2 separate regions of the Sus scrofa genome follow, and region 1 is linked to region 2. Evidence: chromatin contacts called from public Hi-C data. All regions are on one chromosome and are shown on one strand. The core of a region is the stretch at or near the end of the contact, and the rest is flanking DNA. Distances in the headings are between cores, read along the strand shown.

Evidence for each region. A called contact is a pair of places that touch in the nucleus more often than the background predicts.
Region 1: a contact with region 2 is called in a Hi-C map of skeletal muscle, with 5 times the contacts expected there. A contact is called at or near these places in 5 of 47 Hi-C or Micro-C datasets (embryonic fibroblasts, liver, retroperitoneal adipose tissue and 1 more).

What each region holds. Positions count from the first base shown.
Region 1 is chr4:123,776,902-123,783,223 of Sscrofa11.1, reverse strand. It overlaps FNBP1L (formin-binding protein 1-like), which reads left to right and starts at 3,584. Exons shown (of 16, transcript XM_005663661.3): 1 at 3,584-3,829. The coding sequence starts at 3,806.
Region 2 is chr4:123,611,546-123,618,008 of Sscrofa11.1, reverse strand. The region is part of intron 4 of BCAR3 (breast cancer anti-estrogen resistance protein 3); the gene reads right to left. Among named protein-coding and RNA genes, the nearest start is that of FNBP1L, 160 kb to the left of the region's middle.

The DNA of each region.
Region 1 (6,322 bases), core at 2,335-4,834, 160 kb before region 2:
TATATCTGTAAATTTTTCTTTTTTGTTCTATTCACTAGGTTGTTTTATTTTTTAATTTCCACATATAAGGGATATCTCATTGAATTTGTCTCTGTGTGCTTTATTTCACTTAATGTAATACCCTCCAAGTCCATTCTTGTTGTTGCACATGGCGAGATTTCATTCTTTTTTATGGCTGAGTAGTATTCCATACATATATGTATGTACACATACATATACATACATATGTATGTGTATACACACACACACACACACACACACACATCTTTATCCATTCATGTGTTGATGGACAGTTAGTTTGCTTCCATATCTTGGCAATGTTAAATAATGTTGTTATGAACATTAAGGTGCGTGTACCTTTAAATTAGTGGGTTTTTTTTTTTTTTAAGATTTATACGCAGAGGTGGAATTGCTTGGTCATAAGGTAATTGTATTTTTGGTTTTTTGAGAAACCTCCATACCGTTTTCCACAGTGGTTGCACCAATTTACATTCCCACCAACAGTGTAAGAGGATTCCCTTTCCTCCGCATCCACCAACATTTGTTATTTGTGTTCTTGATGATGGCCATTCTGATAGGTGTGAGGTGATATCTCGCTGTAGTTTTAATTTGCATTTCTCTGATGATTAACGATGCTGAGCACCTTTTTCATGTGCCTGTTGGCATCTGTATACCTTTCAGGCCAGGAAAATTTGAAACAAAAGAGCATTAATTACATGTTTATAACATAAGGAATTATAAAGAAACTTAAATTTGGAGTTTCCGTTGTGGCTCACTGGTTAATGAATCCGACTAGGAACCATGAGGTTGTAGGTTCGATCCCTGGCCTTGCTCAGTGGGTTAAGGATCTGGCGTTGCCGTGAGCTGTGGTGTAGGTTGCAGACGTGGCTTGGATCCCGAGTTGCTGTGGCTGTGGCGTAGGCCAGCAGCAGTAGCTCCGATTAGACCCCTAGCCTGGGAACCTCCATGTGCCAACGGAGCGGCCCTAGGAAAGGCAAAAAGACAAAACAAACAAACAAACAAACCTCACATTTGAATTAATACATGATAAAAATATGAAATATTGCAATGAAAATGCAACATTTTAGTGGCTTATCAGGGAGCAGAGTTCAAACATATGCCTGAAGAGAAAATGCATTAAATGAACATTATTTTTCATAACTAATAAAGATGGTAAAGTAATTTTTAAAATTGCTAATAAGCCTGTGCAATTTGAGCTCCTTCAAGTTTGCTTAGTAGAGTGTGGCTCCATTGTAAAAATATATAGAGGAAGTTAGAATATTATTTCCTTGATTCCTTCATGGTGTTCATTACCTTATAAAATGTGTAATATGAAACAGAAACTATGTGGTGATGGATTGCCAAAATAGGTCAAGTCGCTAAAAGGTATAATTGTTTTGACAGAATTGTATCACTTACTGATCAAAATATGATTTCGGGGTAGCATGTGGAATAAATTAATAATACATTGCTCTTACACCAAAGAGATTTTGCTTTCAAGACGCTAAAAGTTATGTTTTACCTTTTTTAGAGATGAAAATGATGTGTTAAACTGTTCACAAAATGTCTTGTCATGAGTCCATAGAAAATAAATCTTGCACATAAATGGATTCTGATTATGTTAAAAATCAACAGCTTTATAAACCGCCAGGCCGATAATATGTATTTGTGTATGTGACTATATATATGTTTGTAAAACACCTCTGGATGGTTGTTAGCTAAAATGCCCCTATATATACTATTTTAGGGATTTTTTTTTTCTATAAAAAAGTAACACTCTGAAATCCGATTGATCTTTATTGTTTTCATAGCAAAGTATAGCACATTAATTCCTTTGTTGTGATAGTTTTCACTTTTTAATAATTCTTGCTTAAAGAGTTTGAAGTAAATTTTAATATCATGAAATAATTTTGTAAATTGATTATTTGAGGATTATCAGTTTAAGTTGATTATATCAATTTAAATTTTATGAAAACATAGACTAATGTAATTTTTCTCTGAATCTGATGCCCTCAAATCTAACTTTTGGAAGAGAAATTAATTGTTCTGAGTGTGGAATTCTGTTCAGAAATTTCAAAAGAAGAAAACCGCTCATCTAAGAGATAAGACTTTATGTTCTGTTGGGGAATTGTGTATAGCATGGTTGAGGAGAGGGTAATCTTTATGGTGAATGGTAGCTTACTTTTCAAGGGAAAGCATGTAATTTTTTTTTTTTAAAGGAAGAGGCGATGTGGATCGCAGGGTTAGGTGATATAAATACCCTCGAAGGAAACAGGAAAATGCTGGAAAGAGAAAGTGTTCAGTCCATGCTTAACAGCCTTATCACTGCATGGCACACTTAAGCATTTAACTATGGGCCACAACCCTCTTGGAGGAGGGTAATTGTTATGCTGGAGCTGGAGTCACAGAAGGGCAGCAAACAATTTAGCAAGAGTTTTGTCTGGACGGTCAGGAAGGATGAGGATATTTGGCCAACGCCAAGAGGGAGCACAGCCAGGCAGGGACAAGGATATAGGTGGGAGAGACTGGGGCATCTGAGCAGGCCCTATAGGGAGGTGTTTCAAAGGCTGACTAGCCCTGGGAGAACTTAAGACCCTCAGCTGTCAAAACACACCGAGGAGCACTCTACTAGTGATTGCTTGGACTGTGTGGGCGCGTGTGCGTGTGTGTTTTTAGGAGACAAGCAATTAATGCTAAAGCGTATGTTAGGGAGTTGCTAAGCATACTTGATACCTAAAACCAACCAGTCAAACTTGCTGACCGCAGTTAATGATTACTCAGAAAGGCCGGGAAGTAACTCCACGGAGAAAAAAGGAAATGGCTCCGATATTCTAAATGAGAAATATCTGAGGTCCGAATAGGCTCTTTGCTCTGCCGACTAGGAATCTGCCTTCCATGCAATTCCGCAGGCGCGAGGTCACCATTCCAGACAAGGGGCAAGCTCAGTTCTCCTTTCCTGCAGGTGACAGCCTGGCTCCCCTTTGTCCATGTGTTCCATCTCCTCTCATGGCAGCATCCCCAAGTGAAAGCTGAAAGATCTACCTTCTTTAATGAGTTCCCGACAGGACTCAAACAATTAAAATGTTCTATTAAAAAAAATCAGGGGCACGCTGCATTCACATTGGATGCTCTACACATTCAAGGGATTCCCGAGCTCACCCTTTCCATTAAGATTTTTTCTTATAAATAAAACATCTCTCTCCACAATCTAAACCCAAGGATTTGGATGAGTTTTCCTTGTCTGGGTTTCTCCCAAGTGGAGGCGGCAAGAGGCAGGAAGGAGCCGCCTCATTTAAGGGGGCTCAGGGCAGAGAAGGGCGGTGGGCGTCTTTTCCGTCTCTCCCTTTCCTTCTAGGTGACCGCGATTCAAGTGGCCGCGGCGGTGGGACAGTCCCAGCCCAGAGAGACGAAAAGCGAGAGCCTGGGCGGGATGAGAAAGCGCGGCGGCCCGGGGACCCGGGGCGAGGAGACCCTGCCGGGCTCGGCCGGGCGCGCGCGGTCCGCCCCGATCCCAGGGTGCATCGCGCCCCGCCCCCTCCCCTCTCCGCGTCCCGCCTCCCCCCAGCCCAGGCCCCCTCCCGCCCGGCTCCGGGAGGCGGGGACGCGGCGGCGGCGGCGGCGGCGCGGCGGCTTCTCCAGTCGCGTCTTTCTCACTCACTGGGGAACTCGGCGGTGGCGGCACCTTCCGAGGCTGAGCAGCCGAGCCGCGAGCCCGCCAGTGGGAGGCCGGACAGCCTGACGGCAGAGCCGACGGACATTCGGACAGCAGGGCGGCCAGACGGCTCGAGGGGCCTCGAGTTCCGCCATGAGCTGGGGCACGGAGCTGTGGGTGAGTCGAGGAGAGGGGCGCCCCGCGCGCACCCGGGCCCGGAGGGGCTGCGGCTGGGCAGACGCCCGGACCGTCGGGGGCCCGAGCGCGTCGGGCCGTCGCCGCCCCTGGCGCGGGCGGAGAGGCGGGTGGTCCCGCTCGCCTTTGTGTGCAGACCCCTGCCCGCTCGGCCGGGCGTGAGAGGCTGCTGGCCCGCGCTCCCGCCCCGCCGCCGCGGTGCGGCTGAGGGCAGCGGCTTGGACGGCTGGGGAGCGGCCCCGGGCTGCCGCGTCCGCCGCCATCCTCTCCCGGCCCCTCTCCCTCCTCCGCCTTCACTTTCCGGACGCCTGGCTCCGGGCCGGGCCGCGCTTCCCAGCCTTTGTATCTCCCCTCCCCGGGGCGGGGGAGGGGGCCCATTGTCCCGAAGGGGCGCTGTTCGCGGGCGGGGAGGGGGCTCGCCGCGGCCCCGGGTCCGGCCAGGGTCCCCGGGCGAGGGCGGCGCCGGGCTGGGGCGGCGCGGGGACCCGCGAGGCACCGCCCGCCGCCCTCGCCCCAGGTAGGGGGAGCCGGGCGGCTTTGTTCGGAGCCCGGCCTCCGGCCAGCCAGGCCCAGCCCACACGCCCATTTCCCTCTTCTGGTGTCCGTGCTCCGACCACGGTGGCTTCGGGGACTCCGGGCTGGGCCACCTCTGGCTGCCGCCCAGGGCCGGGGGCTTGGCTTTGGGGACCTGAATTAAATGGAGAGATCGATGGGGAAGCCGATGGTGCCGAAGGAGCGTACGGCTTCCCAGTTGCTCTTCTTGCCCTTCCGTCGTTCTTTCTCCTCTTTCTCCCGCTTTTCTCGCCCATGCCTCCTTGTCTTTCATGGGCGCTGAAGGCTGCAGACAATGCCGGTGTCTGGCCAGGTGCGGCGGGGACTGGAACAGGTCGGAGAACCCGCTCGCTCGCCGCCGCGGAAGGGTGGCGGTGTGGAGGGCAGTGATTTCTCAGGTGCTGCCGGGGGACGGGAGCGTGGGGGCGCTGTCCCGGGAGCCGCCGGCCTTCAGCCACTCCCCGCTCCATCCCACCTGTGCCTGTTTTCCTGCCTTTTGTTACCTGGGCTCTCGTGAAATCGCTGCCGAGAAAGAGCAGAAAGAACTTTTTTTGTCTCCAGACGTACAGTTAGGAGGGGAATGAAGGCAGATCGGTTCATGGAAGGGTACAGTGTTTTCTGTTATTTTTCACATTTTACTCCCAGACGGGGAATTTTAGAATTGAAAGAGACTCTAGAGCTCATCGAGTCGAACACCTGCTTAGCCAGCCCAGGAATCTGCAACATTCTGGGCAAGTGTTTGCCCAGGGTGTAAACACACCACCCAAGAGAACATACCTCTGGAGCCTCTCCATTACGTTCCTAGATAGTACAATGCAATTGTTCTTGTATTGAGGAGGATTATATAGTCAATTAGGTAAACTTTCATCTTTTTCTTTGGTTAGATTCTCAGGCATTAAAAGTCTCTTTCCTTGGACTTAGTACATTCTGTAGTTAATTATAGTATGTTCTTAAAGGAGATGGATACAGTTTTATTTCCCATTTTTATAATTAGAAAATATTTTGATCTTTATATACTTCAGCAGTCCACATTTCAGAGGAAGCAAAAATTAAGCGGAATACTTTTAAAAAAGACAAAGAGTAAAACAGTGGAGGAGTATGACTGAGATTTAACTCTTAATTTAGATTGAAAACAATTGCTTTATATCACACTATAGAAAAGCAGTTTTAAGGAAAAAATATTTTAGTGAAGACTAAGAAGAGATTTTTAAAGTTTTATCAACTTTTAAGAATATAGTACTTTCAGAAGCAGTGTCGTCCCTCCCATGCCCCGGTCTCCTGTAGTTTGGTTATTTACTTTCAGCGTTTGAGTAGTTTCTCAGACATTTAGATGGGTAAACCATAGAAGAGATGGGAATTTTTGTTCTGACTAAAAATTGTTCTGTATCCTTTTGGAAATTGTGAAAAATTAAAAAAAATTTCTCTTAATATTTAATGTAATGTTATTTAATATCTCTTAATATATCTCCATGTTTTAAGCTTTTCTTAGTAGTGAGAGGATTTGGGGGAAACATTTATTAGGAACTAAATAATGTGGAATCAACTGATATCAACTGGATGCTTAAATCATAGATGAGTAGAAGTTGGTGTAGAGCACTATTTTTGGGACCAGAAGAGATCTTAGAAAAATTTGATTAGACTTCCTGTTTTTTGTGTTTTTTAAAAACTCTTCTCAGCTTTGAATAAGGATATTGTGCTTCCAGTAGATTGTAACAAACACCTGAACTGCTCTTGCCATTGAGGAATTTGAGGTTGCGAAAGTACTCCTGGAATTTTGAATTTAGAAACCAGTTCTCATTTTACTTACATGTTTAGAGCATATTACTCCAAAGTTAAACCTTATTGAGAACATGTCGCTACAGTGAAATGACGGTAGTGCCGTTACGCACTCAAATTTGTTTATTTCTTATAACATTGACTAGA
Region 2 (6,463 bases), core at 434-2,933:
CGAAGGGTGGCTGTTCAGATGCAGCCCACAGGCTGCGGTGGCCTTTCTGGGCGGCCCGTGGAGGAGGTAACTGCAGAGGGACAGGGGTATCCAGACAGAATGGCAGCACTCAGACCCAGATATTTATGGGCTATTTTCTTCCGTACCAAACGCTGAGCTGCACTTTTCTGAATTAGCAGAGGTCGGCTCGGGGAAGGACTTCTATTAGAGTGCAAACCACGGCCAATCCTGGACGTGCACGGCTCCCTCCGGGACCTCCCGCTCTATCTCTGACAGCTTCAAAATACCGTTAATAGCATGACTTCATCGGCTGCACACCAGGAGGATCCATATTTAGGCCAGAAATGTAACATCACCCCACCGGCTCCAGGGTAGAAAGGGCTCTTAAATCGGGGAGGAAAAGACTTTCACCTCTCACTACGCTCCTCCCAACTCCTTGACAGAGAGACAAAAACCAACTTTGCTGAACGGTTAGAAAGCTACTCCGAACACTCCGACAGGGCAGGAAAAGCGGAAGTCTCTCCTCTACAAAGGGGTCTTTTTCTCCCTTTAACGGGGCTTCCTGTGAAATTTTCCTGTGGCAGTGTTTGCAATGACACTGAACGAGTCAGTCCCCAGGAGAAGGAGCACCGCTGCCAGGGTAGGAAGGGTTCCTTGAGAACGTTCGGATTTCTCTTTCCCATGAATAAATGAGGCCCGCAGTCACGCCGGGGCGGCCCGGACGTTTCCAAGACAGCCAAGCCCCCAGCTCAATGACAGCCTCCTCTAAGCGAATTCTTAGTGTTGTCACAGGTGGGCAACAGAACAGAAGCCTCATCTTGAATTGGCCAAAGGAGGATCTTTGAATATTTTCATCAAAATAAACAGTGTATCGACATGTTACCCGAGACCTTTGCTATTGAGACCTTTGCTATTGATGTCTCGTAACAAATGTTCCCAACAGGAGCCATGGGGAAAAAGGGAGACAGTTCTGAATACCAGGATGTTTGGAACATGGCTGCCATCTGAAAGGAGCTAGTTGGTGGTTTCTGTACTTAAGTATATAGTATTGACACCACGGAGCAGCAGGGCGAGTGGAGCGAGGGGCTCAGCCATCTCACACCGATGACGAACCAGGGAGGAGAGACACAGAGAGAGAAGGAAGAAAAGAGGCATCAAGCTACTTCGGTAGAACATTGCAGCCCAGGGAGACTCAAAGTCTCCTGAAAAACAGGGTTTCGCCCCAAAAGAGCCCCTTCCGTGTGGCCAGATTCTGCCCCCAGGCGAGAAAAACACCACTGGGGGCTTATGAGGATGCGTCCATCAAAGAAAGCGCCTCTTTTTCCAGCCAGTGCGCTGCACACCTTTCCTAGTGCTTTTAAGACCCCGGACCCCTCCAAAGAATTTTAGACGTGCCTTAGCTCAAACCACACCTACCTTGATGCCGAGGAAAGACCTGCGGTGATAGAAGCAGCACAGAGCGGCCGAGAGGGCATGGAAAGCCTTGCATTCTTAGGCATCTTGCAGTTTTCAGTCTCTGGACCACACGCTTCCTTTAGGGTTAAAAGCAAGGGGGTCCCAGGCCTGAAAGCCCCAGTCCCGCTGCCACCGCTGCTGTGCTGCTCCCGCCCAAGGGCTGCGGCTGGAGGAGGAGTGAGCAGCGGCTCCTTCTCGGGGCCAGCCTGGGACTTTCCCTCTTTGCTCAAGCCAATACGATCCACTCGCTGAATTCTGGCAGGCTGGTGTCCAGCCTGCCCTGCACACGGTGCCAGAAATCCTCATGTGACCAGGCTCGCCTTCTGATGAAACTCTAACCTCTCCTGGAAGAGGCTTTGGGCTTTCGCTGTCCCCTCAACTTAGAGACTGGCAGAAGTCATTATCCACCCCCCGCACCAGGCAGCCCTTCCTCCCTAGGGCTGAAGGCACCCTGCGACCTGCTCCCACAGGCTTTGTCTGTTTGCTTGTCAGCCCAGCACCTCTGAGTTCAAGAAGCCCACATGACACCACCTTGTGATGAGACAGAGGCTCCTTTGAGACAAGGACCCAAAGGCCACCTGGGTGTGACTTTCCCCTGCGAGCAATCCTGCAAGTCCTGAGACACCCGGCAGCATCTCCATCCCACTCTCCCAGCCCACCCGCACAACTGTTGACTTGTAATTAGGATGCTCCGGCAGCCAGTGTGCAGCTGATAACGTGGGCACAGCCATCACTATTGGCAAAGCAATATTGCCTTTTGGTGTTTAATTAGCACGTCAGTCAGCAAACACCCTGAGCGGCCCGTGCCATCCCCACCCACCGGGCCGTTGCAGTCTGTTGGGAGGACAGGGGACAGCTGTGTACCCTCTTCTGACCCAGCTGTTTGTCTCGCTCCCCGCCTTCCCTTTAAACACTTTGCGGTAATTGCTCAGCCCGCCTAACCCAGACCTGGCTCACGAACCTCGCATCCAACACCGCCAAGCGAGCCTCCATGCTGAAGCCTTAGCCCCACCAAGACCCTCTCAACACCTTCAAAGGAAAGTAATTGTTTTCCTTCTTTCATTCCAGGCACAGTGGATTCCCAACAATTCTGGGGTTTTGGTTATTTTTTTATATCAAACCCAGGTTTCTGCCTATAGCGCTTCCTCTCCTACTGTTCCAAATATTAACTTTCTGGGGCTTCGGCCGCTCCGAAAAGGAATGTGTCCTGAAACTTTCTAAAACTTCATGCAGGCAGAAACTTGCAATGAGGAAGAGACAGAACTGATTCAGTCCAGAAAGGAACACCACCGCTGAAGCAGGAGGGAGGTATGAGAAATAGCCAGCGGGATTAGTGCAAAATCCTCAGGAGGCCTCGGCCTTTGGACTAAGTCAAGTCGGCCTGTAAAAATAGAGAATTGTTTGTTCAAGGCCTGGTGAGCAGCTTCTGTGCTTGAATGAGGCTCTGCAGAGCCCCAGATCTCACGCTTGCCTGCAGGGAGAGGCGCAACGTAATCAACACCCCTACTGGGGATGCAGTGACAAGGGCCTGTGGTCACACGGACAACTGGGGGTCACTTCCTTTCTGCTCCCTCGACTGGCTTCCTGCACCCCCTCCTCCTTCATGATTCTGGGGCTCAGACTGCAGCTCAGATTGCAATCCTGGGAAATCCACCTGGGATGCTGGAAGCAGGCACCACGGCGGGTCCAACTCACGAGAATTCTGAGCTGGAGGCGCCCCGAGAGATGGCTCAGTTGGGGGGCTCAGTACTGTCCCCAATGTCCATGAACTGGACCCATGAGGAAGTGGTCTCTGCCTGCCCTCATTTCCATTAGACAGAGTTCAAGGGCAGGTCCAGGTGAGCAGCCAGGGCCCAAGGCCCCTGCAGTTCTGGGGGGAGGACTCACCAATCAGGCCGACTACCACCAGGTGAGGGGCTCAGTTTGTACCTGCTGTTCCCCTTTGACAGGAAATGACAGGCTCTGTCAGAATAACAAACTCCCCACAAGGCTAGGAAGGCACCAGCCCCAGGTCAGGAAAAGGGGAAAAGCTTCTTAAATCTCACAGAGAAACTCAGTGAGATTAGTCAGCCAGAGCCTCTGAATTCCCATACCTTGCCCCCAGAAAGTGAATGAAATGCATACCTGAAAAAAAAAATATTAAAAAAAAAAAAAACTCAGACAGGTAAATTACATAGACTTAAGGAGTCAAATACTCCAGGCCCAGAGTAAAAGCAAAACAAAAGACACTCAGGTCACTGGAGAATCACAGCTCTTGTCACCCGAGGCTTTCTTGGTTTACTCTAAAAAAAAGTCTCCAAAATGCACAAAGGATTGGTTCCATCAAGATTAAAGAATGAGTTACTCTTATTAGGTAACTGTTTCCTAAGCACTTTCTTTTTTTTGTTGTTGCACACCAAAAATAATCTCTAAAGCAGCACTCAAAGATTTTAATCAATTTTCTCCTGAAACGCCCAAGGAGAGAGACGAAAATAACACGTTGTTACTGCAACTAAAGATGATAATTGCATGCATTCGCAAAGTGCCCTTCACTGACTTGTTATGCTTTTAAATGCCTCCCATCCGCACGGATCAATTCCCCCCCATTCTGCCCGCAATGATGATTCTATTCTAGTTACAAAGAAACAGAACCAGAATGGCGTGTCACTTGCAGAGAACAAATAAAGGACCGGGGACTCTAGCCTGTGCTTTTGTTAGAGCCTGGTATCTGATTACCAAATATGAGATTTTTGTAATGTCTTCGAATTAAACCTGTCACTTGCACAGCCCCATGAAAAAGGTTACGACCTGAGGCAGGGGTGACATCACTCTGGTGATGCGGTACGTGTGACTGAGCACCCAACTTGTATCCAGGACTTTCTAAACACCACGCCCTTCTGGGGACAGGGGTCAGCATCTCTAATGCGACCCTGGGACGGATGGAGAGGGTGGCTGAGCAGGTGGCACCGAGCTCTGGGCAAGCGCTGTGTCCTCTGGCGCCCCCTCGGGCGTCCTGGAGGCTCACTCCTCCGCACCAAGAAAAACACCTGTGAAAAAAGCCAAGGCTGCGCAGCCAGGTGGACCCTTGAAGGAAAGCCCCGTGATCTCAGGTCAAATGTTGCCCACCCGATCTGGGCACGGGGAGAGCAAGCCAGAGGAAGGCCCTGCACAGGCACAGTCGTCAATGCCGTTTTCCTCTTGAGCAGCCCTAATGCTAACCTGCCTTATTTGGTAACCATGGAAACAGAGTGGCCTGCCAGTCATATTCCACAGACAAGTGCTTCTTGTCAGCAGCAGCCCCTGGGCTGCGAGGCATAGCATCCCCTTCCCGAAGGGCCACAGCTCCCCTAGAAGGTCAGGACCCCACCCCCCGTGAGGGAGACCCTCTCTCTGACTTGGCGGCTGGGGTGGCGGGGGAAGACAAGGTCTGTGGGGAGGGAGGTGTGCCTCCCAGGTACCTGCTTTTCCCTGTTTCAGGGCAACTGAGCAAACGAGGCTGCCCACACCCCTATCCCCCTCCCAGGGCCAGCCCAGAATCAAGGCATCAGGTCGCTGTCAAGGAGCCCTGCAGACAGTGACACTGGACAAGGTGGGAGCAGGCTGTGACCACAGGGCCCTGGTCCAAGGCCACAAGGCCCAGCCGGTTGACCTCTAGGCAACCGCTGAGCTCCTCATCCTCCCGGCTTTTTTTTTTTGTTGTTGTTGTTGTTGTTGTTGTTGTTTTTTGGCGCTCCGCGGCATATGGGTTCCAGGCTAGGGTCGATCGGAGCTGTAGCCCGGCTACACAGAGCCAGCACTCGGATCCGAGCGCGTCTGCACCTACCACAGCTCAGGCACGCCGGTCGTCAACCCTGGCAACGACCCCCCTCATGTTCTTCGATCGTTACCACTCGCCACGACGGCTCCCCCCGCTTTTTCTCTCCACTCAACCCCAGCGACCTGGCTCTGGGTAAACGAAGGCAGCTTTAAGGAGCTAGGGAGAAAGGGGTTCCTCCTGGTGTCCTAGCCATGAGGACAATTAACCTGCACCGGCCCAGCCCTAAGCATCTGAGGCCACCTGCTGCAGGCCCGGTTCCCTGAAGAGCATCCAGCACGTGCCCGGGAGGAAGGGGGTGCGTTTATCAGCAGCCCTGCTTCCCCCGCAATCCTCAGAGCACCCGCCTCCTGTAAAAGCCACGGGGTTGGAGAATGGCTGGGAAACCACTGAGGAGGGAGGGGGCCCAAACAGCTCAACCCATTTTCCTATGTGCCAACGAGATTTGTGTCCTGCTCCAACAGGGAGAAGGGCGGGAAGCGCCTGCCCCACGCTTAGGGCGGCTTTGTGTGTTGCTCGCGAACACAGAGGGAGCATTTACCAGTGTCTCACTCTGACGGTTCCCCCAGATTGCTCAAGGGGATGAAAGCCTAAGGCTGCAAACAGTCTCTGTGCAGGAGCGGCGTTGACCTGCTTAAGCGTGTGAACAAGAGACAAAGCACAGTATCCACAGGCAGATTTCTCTCTACGGAGCCCTTGGCAACTTTGCTTCTCTCACTGGCTCTTGAAATCCTATCACTGGAAATGCGAAGCAAAATTAAGGTGAGCACCCGACCCTAACTCTGCTTTCTCGCGCCATCGTGTAGGATCTTGGCCCATCCGCCCCTCCCCCGCCGCCACCGATTTCCTGATGTCACCCCAGAAATCCTATACATGCAAGCGCCCTTTCTATTTTTAGCATTAGGGCAAAATGAAAAGAACAAGCATGGGCATGAGGCCAACCTCGCAAAGAGCAGCTCAGACTTCCTGGCCGTCTCAGCCTTTTTTGAGAGTTTCTGAAAGCCATGGAGCCTCCTCTCAGAACAAAGGGCACACACTGTGATGTTTTACATATCATTTCAGGGCACTCCGGGGGCCCCTGAAACCCATCCTTACGCCCCGGGGAGTTTCCTCTGTTCTACACTCGCTGTGCAGGCTTCACGTCCAGGGCGCGCATTTGTTTCTCCTGCCAGCGTAGCTCCTAGGCTTTCTCTGCGGTACACTTTTTTCTTTCCT